2 separate regions of the Dromaius novaehollandiae genome follow, and region 2 is linked to region 1. The links are chromatin contacts, called in public Hi-C maps. All regions are on one chromosome and are shown on one strand. The core of a region is the stretch at or near the end of the contact, and the rest is flanking DNA. Distances in the headings are between cores, read along the strand shown. Region 1 has its middle 34 kb from the start of TMEM38B. Region 2 holds the start of ZNF462 (zinc finger protein 462).

What was found. A called contact is a pair of places that touch in the nucleus more often than the background predicts.
Region 2: a Hi-C map of brain shows a contact between it and region 1, with 4 times the contacts expected there. The contact joins the promoter of ZNF462 here to the enhancer-like site in region 1. A contact is called at or near these places in 2 of 4 Hi-C or Micro-C datasets (brain and liver).

Annotation. Positions count from the first base shown.
Region 1 is chrZ:11,888,292-11,893,195 of bDroNov1.hap1, reverse strand. No RefSeq gene overlaps it. Among named protein-coding and RNA genes, the nearest start is that of TMEM38B, 34 kb to the right of the region's middle. Within about 2 kb of position 1,520, at least 1 of the 2 cell types and tissues checked has open chromatin away from gene starts, as enhancers often do.
Region 2 is chrZ:12,201,469-12,206,196 of bDroNov1.hap1, reverse strand. It overlaps ZNF462 (zinc finger protein 462), which reads right to left and starts at 1,920. Exons shown (of 12, transcript XM_064501741.1): 1 at 1,300-1,920.

The DNA of each region.
Region 1 (4,904 bases), core at 271-2,770:
AGCTGCACAGTCGTGCCACCAGCAAAGCGTCATTCAGTCCCATCACCCACCCGGCCATCTCGATCACTACTGGGGCGCCAATTAGGGTGCATTTTCTGTGGGGATAGTTCCTGTCCTGCAGACTTGTCATGGGCATGCGTCTACAGAAAGCCTTTCCGCGGGGAATCTCCATGAGATTATTCAGGGTGGACTAACTAGCCTACATCTGCTCTAAAAATCGGGAAAAGGGGCAGACACTACACGTCAGGTAGATCCTTTTCCTAGGACAGGACTAGGACATGCACATAGGTCAATTCATTCAGTACAGGTCACAGGATGTATCCAGAAAATAATAATTAAGAGCTCAAGCTCTGGAATCTAAAAGTTATACTTCACAATAAGGGCAAAAATCCAGATCCTCAAAGGTATTTAGGTGTCTCGCTTCCTTTGCTTTCAGCACCACTAAGTATCTGGGCCTGGGCTATAAAACTTTATTTGCAGAAGCAAAGCCATCACTGACAACACGATCATTTCCTCCAATGCAATCATGAAGAATTTAGAACCAACTTACATGGAAGCACAGTAGTAGGTGGTCTTTAACAATGCTGAAACAAGCAGCGAGGGCAGACTAATTGAAAACCATCCGTTTCTCTTTTTCTTTTTCTTTTTTGTATAACAGAAACACAGGTTTTTTCATTGCTTCCTGTGCTACTCTTTAAGTGAATCCCACATAGACAGTTAGTTGGATCCTATGAAACAAGAAGGCTACACTTGGCACCTGCTGCGTTACAGATTGTGCCTGTGAAATTGAATTTACAAGGACAAGACCAGAAAGAATGGTAAAAAACAAGGAGCTGTTGAAATGATGTATTTGACTATATTAATATTTTCTCATCAAGAATAAGTGAGGACTGACATGCACTTAGCAGTGACCACCTTCTTGGATAAGCCTTCAGTGTAGGACCTAAGCCATTCACAAAATCAGCATTTTGGGAGAATGACTATATCATATGCTGTTAAAATGTATCCTGCTAATTGAAGCAGCTAAACTTGATTGACTTACAAGCACTACCACGCAGCATATATTTATTAAACAATACCTAAGAAAAAGGTTGCATTGTGGATGACAAGTGGCCTTGAGGATGTAGCTACATTCTGCAAAACTAAAAATTACACACACATATTAAAAAACACCGCATCCTCCTGCAGAAAGAGCGTAAGTACTTCCAGAGGAGTGCCTGCTGTTCTGGTGCGCCTATTGGGAGAGCAGAGGAGCATCTCAGAGGGTGGAAGCTTACTGCTTGGGTGGAGGTGCGCTGGTATGGGAAGACCGCGGAAGCCTGCAGAAACCTTCTCCGGGATGTGTCGGCGCGTACGCACGTGTGTTAACGCGTACACAGAAGACTGGGCTGCGTTTGGGCGGGCAGCTTCCTCCCGGTTTGCACGCCGGCTCCTGCAGGGCAGGGGCAAGGGGCTCTGCTGCAGCCGGGTGCAGGACTTCGAGGAAACGCAGGGCGGATTAAACCAGCCAGCGGCCCGCGAAGCCTCACGGAGCAGCGCCGAGGCCGCCGCAGAGAAGCGCCAGCTCCGGGCGCCCCGCCGCACGCTGGGAGGCACCGCGCCGCCCGAACGCCGCCCCCGCGCTCCCGCCTCCCCGGGGACCCGCCCGCCGCCGCGGGGGCGCGCAGCCGGCGCGGGAAGCGGGGGGCGCGCGCGACGCCGGCACCGCCGCTCCCCCCCCCCCCCCCGCGGCGGGCGCACCGGGGCTGCCCGCGGCGGCGGCGGCGGGCGCGCGCCACCTGCCGGCGGGCGCGCGGCGGGGCGGGGCGGGGCGGCCACGTGGCGGCGGCGCGCGCGCGCCTTTCCCCCCCCCCCCCGCCGCCGCCGCCGCCGCCGCCGCCGCCTCCGCTTCCCGCGCCGCCGCCCTCGGGTGGCTCCGGCGGCCCCCGGCTGCCTCCCGCCGCCGCCCCCGGCTCGTGGCCGCGCGGGTGCCCGGTGTGGCGGGGTCGCCTGGAAGAGCCCCCGGCCGGGCCGCCCCGGGCGTCAGGGCGCTGGGGGCTGTTCTGCTTCAGGCCTCGGGTGCTGCCACCGGGTCAGCGTGGGTGCGGAGGCCTGGGCGGCGTCGGTGGGGTTGGCCTGGGAGGTGCTTTCCAGCGTTCGTCGCTTAGAAATAGCCCCGAGCTCCTCCGTGAATGAAGCCCTGAGGTCGTCCGTGCTGCCCCTGGGCACCAGAAGACTCTGGCAGGTCGTCCGCCATCCAGCCAAGGACTCTTCCGGGGAGGAGAGGGTGGGAAACCCATCAAAACAAATTCTGCACAACTCTGCCAAACTGGATGAGAGATCCGTTTGGGAAACGTCAGCCGAAGCAGGCTATTTCCCACCAGCTCCTTGGCCAATTGCTACAAGGCGGTTAAAGAAAGCTAATATTCTAGCTTTGTTCTCAGCACCGCTGAGCAGAGCAGTGTCTGTGGGCTAGAATCCCACTTGCTTCAAACGAGGAAAATGCCTGCATCTGTTGACAACGGCTGTGTTAGAGCATAACCTTAATACCAAGAGATAGTAGGAAAATAATTTCTGATAGTGCACATCTTCTGAGATCTTTATTACGTGCTTTCCTCAAAAAAAGAGCAGTGCCATGTTACAGTACACAGCAGCGCAGAAACATTAATGTGAACGATACTGTCCCATCACCGCCTGCGCGCGAGGAGTTTATAACCCACCTGTACGTGATGCCCCTGCAGGCCTGACAGAACAGATGGGTTCCCTCGCTGCTTGTTGCCAGGTGGTTACCTAAGGACGGCATTAGCATGGGCAAGATATCCCGGTATTGTCCTCAGTCTTCGGTATCTCTCAAGATTTCTGGTGAAAACGAGCACTCAAGCACAGTCAACACCTGCTGTAGATAAAGAGAATTTGTCACGGTCTCGCTGCCACTCTAGAATAGAGTTATAAATACATGAAAGTACTGCAGATTTGTATCTTTCAAATTTTTACAGCATCCACGCTGCAGCATCTTGGGAACACAGGACTGAAAAAGTCCCCCTAGGTCCTCAGAGAGAGCCCCTGTCTATCACAGGCGACTGCATCTTATGGTTCCCTTCAAAAAACGTTTCAAGCTCTATCTTAGAACCAGTGAGTTTTCTCAGATTTATCCTTTCCAGGGGGGAAAAGGAATAAGAGATACAGCAGGAGATGTGAGGTGACCAGTGTACAAAGATGTAGATGCTGATTTTTGACAGGGAAGGTGGGGAAGAAAGGTGATGGAAAAGAAGACTTAAATAACAGATAACGTTATCAAGGCACCTCAGGCAAGTGACTTTTTTCCCACCTTTTGGAGAGCACCTTGGGACGCAGTCCACCTGCAGGTCCACCAAGATCTGGTGCTAATAACCGAACGCAGAGCTGATCTGGCCGTCGGGTTGCCTGGCGTCACTCCTGGCCTCATCACTGGTTTCGGGTACACGCTGCTGGATGGAGTCCTTGCGCTGATTCCAGTAACATGCGAGACCTAGCCGTTGGTGAGAGGCACTGAAAAACAGCTGAGTGCATGCGTGGAGTATCATAACCACACGTGTCATGAGGGGCTTGTTAAGTCTGATGCCGAGGCAGAAGGCCAAGACTAGGATACAGCATGCATGCAGCCCATCTGGAATTTCAGTGCACAGTATTTTCTGAGGATCAAGTGTCAGATCCACAGAGATATTAAGGTTACTGCCTCCTGCTTCTCAGTCAGTCGGTGGGAGTTTGAGGATCAAAAGAGACGTGCAGTCAGGTTCCTACTCATTGCTTGAAAAGGAGCTTCAGCATGCCCAAAAACCTTGTCTTCTGCTCCAATAGCCAAATTACGTGTGCTAGAGCCAGAGTGAAATACTGATGGAAGAGCCAAAGGCCCAGGTATCTGCAGGAAGATCTTACAAGCAGAGCCTGTATTAGTGGCATTGCTGGTATTTTAAGCTAATCAGAGCCAATAGCCATGGGGCAGGAGGAGAGAGTGGAAGGGAAAGGGCTGGTGGAGGAGGCAGTGTTGCAGTTGACATCTAGTCTGGCAGTAACAGCACTCAGGTCCTGGAGACACTCCAGTGTCAGGTGTCTGCTAAGGTAGGTAGAAAGCCTGGAGGGCAAAAAAGAGGCGGAAGAGAAAAGCATATGCAAACAGTAGTTATGTAAATGCTCTCAAAATTATCCTGACCTGACAAAAACACATTCTAGATGTGTAAATTTTACACACAAGTCTCAGTTCAGAAAACAAGCCTAGGGCCGGTGTACAGCTCCACACCACCACTACGCCAAGCCACATATGCACTCCTGTGTATGAAAGGAAAAGGGTATCTGACTTGTGTGGCATGGGAAATACTGTCAGCATTACGTACAGCCCAGCCAAGTTTGTGGCAGACCTTGCAGCCCAGCAGATTGCCAAAATACATGACCTAATGGGTTTTGCAGTGTATATGGTCTCATATTTTATTTGGTGATGAATACTTGCCCTAAAGTGTTTGTGGAAACAAAGAGAATAAAGCAAGAGTGGTATTCATGTTGTTTCCCAAGAATAATACCACAATATTTGTTTATGTAGTTTGCCAAAAATATCAAGTATCACAATATGCAGGCATTAGGCCAAATTTATCTGTCAGTGACACCACATACCCAGCTGATCTCAGCTGAAAATCATATTTAGTACTCTGTTTTAGATATGTAAAGAGTACAGGGCACCTCTTTTAGAATTTTAAGACAAATACTCTTTACAGTCATATGTATTATACGTTACATACACACACTTTACTCTTGCAGGATACAACATGAACAACCATTCCAAAGAGAATGACACAGAGCCAAAGCCTTCTCTAATTAAGGATAATAAGGAAACATAACCAGTACCTAAAGTAAATGCACTCATGAACACATGCAAATCAAAGTGACATAACAGC
Region 2 (4,728 bases), core at 671-3,170, 310 kb before region 1:
GGTCTTTCTCCTTCCAAACACCAGAAAAACGAATGAAACTTTTCCTTTTTCTCCCCAAAGGAGGGAGGTGAGGGGGGGAGAAATCCTATCAGATCACAACTACATGAAGCTCCAGGAGGATCTCTCTGTGTAGAAGATAGAAACTACGATGCTAAGAGGAGCGGAGGGGGGAAGGAGAAGGTTTCTCCAGAAGACATAAAGAGCCTGTGGACTGTGTGTGTGCATGTGTGCGAGAGCGAGGAGAAGCTTTGTGTTGTGGAGCCTGGACTGGAACCAAAGCAGACAGCTTGCAAATGGAGGACAGGGAGATAAAGAAAGGGAAAGAGGGGGAGAGATAGGGAGAAAGCTGCTCCGGGTGGTGGAGAAAGGGACAGGGGAGGAAGCTCCTTCTCCCTCGCCTGGTTTAAAGGTAGGGACATCGGGGAACTGAGCAAGAAGAACTGGGCTCCTTCCCCTTCCTTTCTTCCCTCCTCGCTCTCTTTCTCTCAGAGGAGAGCAGAAGCGTGTGTAATGGCTCCTGCTCTCCAGCTGAACGCTGTCCTCCTCCAAGCAACCTCCTGCGGGCACCACCAGCCCCCCAGCCCCGAAGCCGCCGGGGACCCCCGCATCCCAACTCCAGGAGAGCCGCGGAGGGGGCACCACCGCCGGCTGAGGGACCAGCCTCGCCAGCGGCGAGGAGGACGGCAGCCAGAGGGGACAGAGGAGCAGAGCAAGAGCGAGAGAGGAAGAAAGAAAAGAAAGAAGGAAAGGAAGGAAGAAAGAGGTCACCCGATTGCCTGGGTCGTGCCAGCACGGAGCTTTTCTCTCCTCCGTGTCTCTCCCGTCTCTGATCCAAGTCCACACGCACAGCACCATCCAGACCTCGCACACACACACACATCCACACGGGCACCCCCCACCCCGAAAGCTCGGCTGATATCTCACTTATCTCCCCATATCCCCCCCCCCTTTAATGCAACAACAAAAAATTAATTAACCGCCTTCCTCCTCCTCCCACCACCACCACCACCACCACCACCAGCACCTCCTCCTCTTCTCCTCCTCCATGCAAGAGACTTCTCTCTCAAACAAAACACCCCGCTCTCGCTCCCTCTCTTCTCTCCTTTTTTTTTTTCTTCCTTTCTTTCTTCCTCCTTCCTCCCTTGGCCGAATGAATGGATTTCAGAGGAAGGTGGTGGAAAGAAAGAAAGACAGAAAAGACCAAAAAATATATAGATATAGATATATATGTACATATACACATGAGAGATGATCTCTCCAATGCCAAACCGGAGATGGGTTTTAATTGCAAGAACTTACAGGAGCGTCCCGGCACTGCTGCTCTGGCTGCTGCCTCCTCTCCTCTTCCTCTCTGCCTAGCTCTTCTTCTTGTTATTGTTGTGGAAGTTGTTTTGTGAGTCTCATGTGCTCCTTGCCAGGTCTCAGCAATGGAGGATCGCCATCTTTCCCTGCTTTTCCCCCCCTCTCTCTCTCTCCCTCTCTCTCTCCTTCACTGGTTTGCTGCAGCTGCAGATGACCTGAGATATCCGTCTCTCTCTCTCTCTCTCACTCACCCTCTGTGTCTCTCTCTGAATAATGAGCAACCAGAGGGAGAGAGAGAAAGAAGACAATCTCCTCTCCTACCACACAAAACGCAAGAGCACCAGGGGGTGCAAGAATCCTTTCTAACAACAACAACAACGTGTAGGGGAAGAGGAGGAAAAAGAGAAAGAAAAGAGAAGAAAAGAGAGGAGGAAAAGGCAAGAAGAAAGAGAGGGAGGGAGGTGGAAGAGGAGGGGGGAAAGCAAGCAAACAAGAGAGAGATCCAGGAGGCAGACAGATGGAGGAGAAGATGGTAGTGATAGAGGAGGAGGTGTTGAAGATGAAGGAGATTAAGAGGAGGAAGGTGGTAACAAAAAGTTAAGGTTTGGGACACTGAATCACTCACAGGCCAGGGAGGAGGAGAAGGAGGGGGGAAAGATCTGAAGAGCTTCCCCTTCCAAGCTGTTGCCTTCACAAAGCTTCCTGCACAGGAGCGCTCAGCAGCTCCTGCGTTGCTGGGGGAGCCGCTCGGATGGAGCTCTCTGCTGGGTCATAGCTCTCTTCCAGCCATGGCAAAAACCGGTTTCTGCAGGCAGATCTGCCCCTGAGGTGATCCCTCAGACACATCCATCTAGAGGCTAATCTTCCCTGAGCAGGGTAAAGAACATAAATGGAGCTGGAGGTTGCAAAGTATAAAACCAGATCTACCACGTGGTTGGTTTTTAATCCCCCTTCCAGCTCTCATTTGATGTGGAGAAAGGAGACTCGAATTGTCCATTTCTGGCACGTATTTTGAAGTCTTCTCCCGGAAATAAAGACACTGTCATCTCCAGGTTTTTTATTTCTCACAAGCATTTAGGAGAAAAGAGAGCTTGTAGTAATGAGCACCAAAATTGCTTCCTAGCTTGGTGAAACGTTTTTTAGCTGCAAAATAAAATAAATAATCCTACTTAAAATAACTTTTATGCCTTCCAACCCTAAGTTGTCTGCTCTTTTGTGGCTGATTATTTAAAACCGTGGAAAGAAACGATCAAGGCTCACAAAGAAAGGTGTTGTGGTGATGATGGCAAGAAAGCAAAGACAAAGCTGCTGTAGCCTGCATTTTTATTTAGTCTCGTTTCTATTAATCATTGTGCTAAGCTATCTCTCTCGCCCCCCCCACACCCCCCACCCTTCCATTTCTTCCCAAAACACCAAGTCAGACACTTTCTAGGTTTCTGTCTAACATCGGAGAGTGGGGGGAGGGGGGCTATCGGGGCGGGGGGATTAGGGGTTGTGTGCAGACTCAGAAAATCAATGCATGGGAGTGAGGCTAAATCAATCTGAACACAAGGGCATGACTGGTATTGGAACATCGCTGGGATTTCTCGAGCCCTCAAGCACTGCAATTTGCATGGGTGGAAGAGAGACTAGAACCACAAAGCTCCGGTCCGGGTGAAGGGGGAGATCCCTCCCCTGCTCTGAGGAAGTTTTATCTGAGTGGTGAAGCTGAGATGATCTTCTTAAAGCAGTCCAGATTTTACTGGCTGTGGGAGAGGTCAGGCATGTTAGAACTTCATTGTCTGAACTCTCCCAGCTCAGCTGAAGACCAAATGCAGAAACACCGATGACAGCAATAAAATAAAATAACAAAAATCGGTTGCCCAGGTACTAGTCAAATATTAAACCCATGTACTCTCCGATCTTCCCATCCCCAAGACTGCTGTGAGTACAAAGCACACAGGCAAGATCTCTCCCATTAAATCTTTTCTTTCTTTGAGCCGTGCAAGTTAATCACTAAACAGGAGAAAGATCTTCTCCCTCCTCCTCTCTCCGCTCCACTCCCCCCCCCCCCCCAAACAAGTGCTGTGAGAAATAGGAGAATGAATAATTTCTGGGCAGAAGGAGCACTGTTGGATTTAGAGAATCCTTCTTAAGGAAAAGGGGAAAAACATCAGAACTGGGGATTCCTACTAAGACTACTGGTTTCATGCAGACAAATGAAGCGGACACCTCCTAAGAAGCTGATAAAAGAACATTAAGGAAAAGGGAGGGACTGTCTTTACGGCTGCCAGAATGTGCATGTGTTCTGCCTGCAATTTTCTATAAATCATCCTCTTCGCAGGAAGAGAGAGCCTGGGCTTTGCAATCTTTGACGTACCATCAACGCCGAGGCAGATAATTTACCTCTTTGTCTCTCAGAAATTACATTTTAAATTAAAGAAAGAAAGAAAGAAAGAAAGAAAGGAAATAGAACAACCCCACAACCACAAACCCCAAAACACCTGACTTCTGACAAGCCACCCTCGAGGGAAACAACAATCCCATTTCAAAATGAAGGTTCTCGGGAGGACTGGGCATCAAGCCTGGAGACAATATATGTGTGTATATATATATATATATATAAAAATATATATGTGCGCATATATACGTATGCCCCGTCGTGGAGGTGGTCTGGAGATCGTTCCCCGCCCTCTCCCCCTCCCGGGGAGGGGGGTCGCTGCTGCCGCCCGCCCCGAGCGGGACCCCTGCCCGCCGGGCACCCCCGCCCGGGGGGCCGCCGGGGCGGAGCGGAGCGCAGGGGCCGGGGGGCCCTGCCCAGCGGCCGCGCAGCCGAGCGGAGCCCCCCTGCGCGCAGCGGCCGGCGGATCGGGGGGCGGCCGGCAGCGGCGGCGCCGGACGGCAGCGCCGGGAGGCAGGTTTCTGCCCCCCGGGCAGGTTAATCCGTAACTTCCTCCCGGGGAGTTTCTTCCATCCCTGCGCGGCCCCGGGCGCCGGCGAGCTGCCCGCGGGCACCCGCGCACACCGGCCGGTCCCCGCGGCTCTGCTCCGCGCTGCGCGGCGCGGCGCGGCGGCCCCGCGGGGGGGCCCGGGGCAGCCGCCGTGCCCGGCGGGAGAGAGGTTTAACCGCGCCGGCGCCCCCCGGGCCTCATTAGCCTCGCGAGTTAACAGTCCATTAAGGGGGATGGAGGCAGTTGGCACCTCCGCCGGTGCCGGCACCTGGCTCCGCGGGGGCGCCCCGGGACGCCGGGCTGCGCGCAGGGCGCTGCTGCCTCCGCGGCCCCGCGAGGGCAGGGGCAGAGCGGCGACGGAGCGCCTGGGGGGTGGTGTCGCAGCGGGGGCGGCGGGGGGGCTTCGGCCTCTGTCCGTCTCCCCCTCGCCGCAGGGCTGGCCGAGGCCACTGGAAAAAAATGGGTTCTGGGTGAAAAAACAAAAAATATCCGTCCC